Regions from separate parts of the Mus musculus genome. Here region 1 is linked to region 2. The links are chromatin contacts, called in public Hi-C maps. All regions are on one chromosome and are shown on one strand. Each heading gives the region's core, a stretch centred on a gene start, on an enhancer-like site or on the middle of the called end of the contact. The rest is flanking DNA. Distances are from core to core; before and after follow the strand shown.

What was found. Hi-C and Micro-C count contacts between places; a contact is called where the count stands out from the background.
Region 1: a contact with region 2 is called in a Hi-C map of regulatory T cells, with 5 times the contacts expected there. The contact joins the promoter of Fkbp3 here to the promoter of Trappc6b in region 2. A contact is called at or near these places in 6 of 39 promoter capture datasets (cranial neural crest, frontonasal cranial neural crest, hippocampal neurons and 3 more), 6 of 484 Hi-C or Micro-C datasets (CD4 T cells, LSK cells, cerebellum and 3 more), 1 of 115 datasets of contacts at active chromatin or transcription factors (astrocytes) and 1 of 9 other capture datasets (liver).

What each region holds. Positions count from the first base shown.
Region 1 is chr12:65,072,138-65,075,285 of GRCm38.p6, reverse strand. Fkbp3 (FK506 binding protein 3) reads left to right here and starts at 1,348. Exons shown (of 7, transcript NM_013902.4): 1 at 1,348-1,471. The coding sequence starts at 1,364. It also overlaps a transcript of Fancm not described here.
Region 2 is chr12:59,060,079-59,062,986 of GRCm38.p6, reverse strand. It overlaps Trappc6b (trafficking protein particle complex 6B), which reads left to right and starts at 1,515. Exons shown (of 6, transcript NM_030057.3): 1 at 1,515-1,831. The coding sequence starts at 1,751.

The DNA.
Region 1 (3,148 bases), core at 99-2,598, 6.0 Mb before region 2:
ATAAGTAAATAGAATGTAGTTTTTGCTGTGCTTTAAATGAGCTGTCACTGCTAACGACATACTACATACGGGGTTAAGATACATAACTTCGTGACCCCAGGACAAGCATTCAGTCATCGTTTGTAACCGTAACATGATTGAAGCAAAAGTAGAGATAAATAATATTTTTCTCCATCTATGCTGAGAAAATGCAGTTTTGTGTTATACAAATGGCAGTTTTAATGTTTTGTCTGTCTAAAGAATGTGCTCTGGCCCTGCATTCATTGAGAAACTAAAACAAATACATTTTTGTCGTGGGATTTCTTTTTCTGTTTTCCTCCGTATGTTTTTGTTTCACACGGGTTCTTGCTCTGAGGCCCACTCTGGCCTGGAACTCTGCATGCAGACCAAAATGACCTTGAGTTGGCCAATGTCCTGCCTCATCTTGTAAGGGGCTATACGGGCTCCTAAGTGCTACAGACATACACTTCATATCTTAACTCTCACATAATGATTACAGCTATAGAGCAGTAAGTGTTCTTGCCCAGTTCTGTTAGTGACAGCTTTCTGCTTTTAGTCTTGGGTACCAGTACAAAATCGGTAAACATCTATTTCCTCAGTTACTGAAACAAAGTACAAACACGCGAAGCTCTTGCTGTACATACACCACCCTCACTATCGTAAAGAGGTATTTTAAGTACAGCGTAATTACATTGTTTTATTCAAGTTTCTAAATTTGTAGGCAAAGCTCTGTCGGGAGAGGTTTGCATTTAGTTTTGTGGAAATTGTTTGATGGGCAAGGACTAGGCCAATCCAGATAAGATTAGAGTAGAACTAGCCTAAAATGAGATTGAAAACCCGAATGCTGTTATTTTCTTTAAACCGTTTACAATCTGTACTTTTAAAGACATCGTAAGCCGTAAATAATAAACAAGTGGGCGTGATGGCTGCCCAAAGAACGCCTCAGAAAGCATCAAAATAAGGTTTGCCATCATCACTGCATGCCGCTGGCCAAGAGACCTGCACAGATTTTCATTCTACTCAACAAGGCCCTCACAGCCCAGTGTTGACATCACCCTAGCTCACGAGTCAATCCGGTTTAGGACCATGGCGGCCGGGCCCCGGAGTCCCGCGCAGGACCCGTGGGGACAGAGAGTGGACGGAAGAAACCCCCAGGCTCAGCAAAGCAGAAGCCCCGCCTCCTCGCGCGCCACGCATGCCCAGGCCACCCTTCAGGGCCGGGGCTGCGTAGAAAGTGTGGGCTGATTCCAAAAGGCGGAGGCCCCACCCCTAGAGCGTGGCGTAAGCCCGGGCCACGCCCTGAGGGCGGGACCGCGCCGGATTGAGGCGGGCTGGCTCAGTGCAGCGGCAGCAGCAGGGGAAGATGGCGGCGGCTGTTCCGCAGCGTGCATGGACCGTGGAGCAGCTGCGCAGCGAGCAGCTGCCCAAGAAGGACATTATCAAGTTTCTGCAGGATCACGGTTCAGATTCGGTACCAAAGGCATCTGGGCGGCCAGGCCGGGGCGTCCCGGGGCAGCTTCACCCCCCCCGGAGATGCCTTACATACCGGATTCCTCGGTGCCCCCGCCCTCGCCCTCTGTGGCCGGTGCTGGCCAGGCCTGAGCGGCCCGCGTGAGCTCCCACTCTCCCGCCCCTTGGGCCGCCCCAGATTCCGCGGGGTTCGGCCCTTATTTCCTAGGGCAGGCCCTGGAGCTGCGGCCGTAGATTTAAATCCCAGACAGGATCTGTGAGGGCCGAGGACCTGAGGAGAAGGACCCTGAAATGCTGGCGTCTGAGGCGGGGGCGAGGACTCGGGAGTGCATGCTGCCGGGGCGCACAGTGCTGGCCACTGGGAAATGGGAGGGAGGGGTGTAAGGATGCGAGGGAGCCTCGTGTGCATCTAGTTTGTCTTACCCATGTACTGAATACCGAACTATGATCCGTGATTTTCAGAAACCCACATATTACTGTTTTAACTTTTTTTGTTACAAATCTTTTACAAAATAACCTTAGGGGAATTAAATGTGAATTTTTAATACGGCGGGCTTCTGTGATTATAAGCACGCAGATTTGAAAAATTCTAGTTGTATAATGCAGCTTTCAGCCCTGTCCGCATCTTAGCCACCCATTTTGTAGTCACGGGTTATTTTGTTAGACTTGAGTTTTTGCCCTTCAGGAAGGGTCATTCATTCCCACCCCCACCCCAGCCCCCCCGACTCCTTAATCTTTTTGGAGGCAACATCTCATAGCCCAGACAGGCCTCAAACTCCCTTGACCTTACCTTCATCTAGCAAGTGCTAGGAATAACAGCCCTGCTCCATCACGTCATGTTCTGTACCTCAGTTAAATTATTTTGAGGTTTTTTTTTCCGGGGGGGGGGGGTTGCTTTGTTTTTGTTTTTTGAGACAGGGTTTCTCTGTGTAGCCCTGGCTGTCCTGGAACTCGATCTGTAGACCAGGCTGACCTTGAACTCAGAAATCCACCTGCCTCTGCCTCCCAAGTGCTGGGATTAAAGGCGCTCTCCACCACTGCCCCACCTCAGTGGTCATACACGATGTGCATCAATCTACCATTTTAAAATAGAAGGTGCAGCCTAAATTAAGTTTTGCTACAGATTTTCAGATTCAAAAATGTCAAGATAGCGAGTGCTGTGTGATTCCAAAATATGAAAATGCATTTAGTGACATTTAAATGGGTATTTTCCAGTGATCATTCACATACTCATGCCTGTGTTTTTACAGTCCTGTCATTTCGGTTTAAAAAGTTTCTGGGTTCTTTTGAGAAGATTGTATTTTCACTTAAGATCTTGTTGGGAGACCCAAGAACTCTCACACTTCTCCAGGCGTCAGGATATGGTCCAGCCATATTTATGAAACGTGTAGTACACTGTAGAACTGTTTGAGTGAATATACAAGAGTGAAAGGAAAAGGCCCCTTTGCGGATAGACCCACTTGCCATTTTAATGGGTATTCTCTTGAGCCATTATGATGTTCAGCAGTAGAGTTGGGCATTTAATACCTCAATACTGTACTTCTTAAGCTGTCTTTAAACAGCTTATTTATCCCAAGGTAGACTGTAAAGTTTTTAATTGTTTTTCTTCTTCTAGACTCTTAAGCGCCACTGACCTGACTTGGACCATTTCAAGAGACTTGGAACATATAACAGTTTT
Region 2 (2,908 bases), core at 266-2,765:
CTTTAATCCCAGCACTTGGGAGGCAGAGGCAGGCGGATTTTTGAGTTCGAGGCCAGCCTGGTCTACAGAGTGAGTTCCAGAGAAACCCTGTCATGAAAAACAAACAAACAAACAAACAAACAAACAAAAAAAAAATCCCAGCAACTACATGGTGGCTCACAACCATCTGTATTGAGATCTGACACCATTTTCTGGTACGTCTGAAGACAGCTACAGTGTACTTATATATAATAATAATTTATTATAAACCTTCTTAAAAAAATCTTCAGCCTTTTTTTTTTTCCTGCTTTATTGAGACAGGGTTTCTTTGTGTACCTCTGTCTGTCAAGAAACTAATCCCAGCACTCGGGAAGTAGAGGCAGGCAGATTTCTGAGTTTGAGGCCAGCCTGGTCTACAGAGTGAGTTCCAGACAGCCAGGGCTATACAGAGAAACCCTGTCTCGAAAAACCAAGAAAAGAAAAGAAAAGAAAAGAAACAAAACAAAACTAGCTCTGGCCCGGTGGTGGTGGCACATGCCTTTAATCCCAGCAGTTGGGAGGCAGAGTCAGGTGGTATTTCTGAGTTTGAAGCCAGCCTAGTCTACCGAGTGAGTTCCAGGACAGCCAGGGCTATATAGAGAAACCCCATCTTGAACCAAACCAAACCAAACCAAAACACAAAAAAACAAAAAAACAAAAAAGAAACTAGCTCTGTACACCAGGCTAGCCTCAAACTTAAGAGATCCACTTGCCTCTGCCAGCACTTTTTACCTGGTCCTCATAATGACTATATTTTCCTATTTAAGTGTGTCTTGTGGGTTTATGTTCTTATACCACTACTAATTGTCCCTTAAATCCATTTCCCAAGAATCCTCAAAGGCAAGATGGCTTTTTAGGCTTTTTTTGTTTTTGTTTTTTGGTAAACTTCGTTTAATCCACCGTATTCTGATCTGCTATTTGTAGTCTGAAGAGGGTTTAGAAGCCGGTGTGATGGTGCGAGCCTTTAATTCCTGCACATGAGAAGCTGAAGGAGCTCAAAGTTTGAGGTTAGATTGAGCTAGGCTGGCCTCGAACTCAGAGATCTGCCTGCCTCTGCATCCTGAGGCCTGGGACTAAAGGCTTGTGCTACTACCAACCACCTGGCCAAAAATTAAAAAATAAAAAAAGAATATATATATATATGTTATATATATATATATAATGTTATATATAATATATACAACATCTATTATATAACATATAACGTATTGCATATATAATATATTATGTGTAATATATATATTTGACAGAGGCTTCTTTTTATAATTTATGCTGGTCTCCAACTTAAGGCAATCCTCCTGCTACATCTCCCAGGACGCTAGGATTATATATATGAACCACCACGCCAGACTTTCAAGTCAGACCCTTGGTTCTTTACCCTTTAGCCCTATGCCCCTGACCCTGCCTCATCTGGGAGAGCCTGGACCAGGCCGCAGCAGCTAATCACCAGCCCACCCACCGTAGAGCAGGACGCCGGAAGTTGCTCAGCCCAGCCCGGAAGTGGCTCAGGCTCCACGCCCAGCGCTATAGTCTTGGCAGAGTGTGGGGCTGTCACAGGGTCTCTAGGGCCCAGTGGCGGCGGCCCCGGGGAGGGGCGCGGTCCACGGCGGCCTTCCGCGGCCTTAGGACCCGGGTAGGCCGCTGAGCACGGCGTGCGGTGGGCGCGGGGTAACGGGAACCTCGAGTCCCGCACTGATCGGAGCCGACTCGGCGCTGGAGGGATCGGCGGGAAATGGCGGACGAGGCGTTGTTTTTGCTTCTCCATAACGAGATGGTGTCCGGAGTGTACAAGTCCGCCGAGCAGGGGGAAGTGGTGAGTGCCGCCACGCACCCTGGGGTCCTGCGGTGACACTTGCCTCCATTCCTCTCCCGCCCTGCTGACGTAGACGCCCGGTAGCTTAGACCGAGCTGGTCCACCTAGAGGCATCCCACAGAATATAATCTGTCTGTCGGCTGCCTCCTCCGAGATGGGATCTCTCATCCATCTCCTTTTTTGTCTTCTGTGTGGTGTGTTCGTGCCCGTATGTTCCTTTGAGTGCGTGCTACAGGACTTTATTCTTGACCTTGATAAGATTTACCTAGAGTCTAACTGCAGAGCTGATTGTGACTTTCCTGCTTAATTTTCCAACAGTTTTAGAGGCCAGCTAGCCACTGTCCCAGCGAGACTATACCTTTCTCATCTCTTGATTCAGGATACCACTGCACACAACTCCAAGGCCACAGCCTGATGAACCGTGGAGTTAAAGCAAGGAAACTTTGCGAGATTTTCAGCAGTAATTATGAAACCACTTAAATTAATTACTTAAAAATACTTAAGTGTTCATTATGTCAGAACTGGTTTTAGGAGTTTGGTGTTAATGTTGAGTGCCACAGTAAGTAACCCCATCCTTTTGGAGGTTACATCGAGTGTGAGAGTTCTTAGTCTCTCGCGATTCTTCTGGAAAACAGTAAGCATGCCTAGTGCTTTACATCTGCTTTCTGTATATGGGTATTTTGCCAGCATGTCTATCTGTGCATCCTGCATGCCAAATGCCAACAGAGGCCAGAGGAGGGCTTCATAGTTAGTCCCTGGAACTGGAAGTACAGAGAGTTGTGAGCTGCCATTGTGGGCACTGGGAGTTGAACCCAGGTCTTCAGGAAGAGCAGCCAGTACTTGTAATTGCTGAGCCATCTCTTCAGCCTGCTTAAATTCTATTCCAAATTACACCCATCTACAATAGAACCCTTCCCCCACTCCCCGTTACAGCATCTTCACTGTGTTATCATTGGTAGTTGCCTAAAGCTGCCTTTAACATTTAGTCTCTCCCCAACACAAAACAACTAGTAATATATTCCTTCATCTTTTATCATGAAATCTCAGCCATTATTTTAATCTTCCTACCTTTTATTG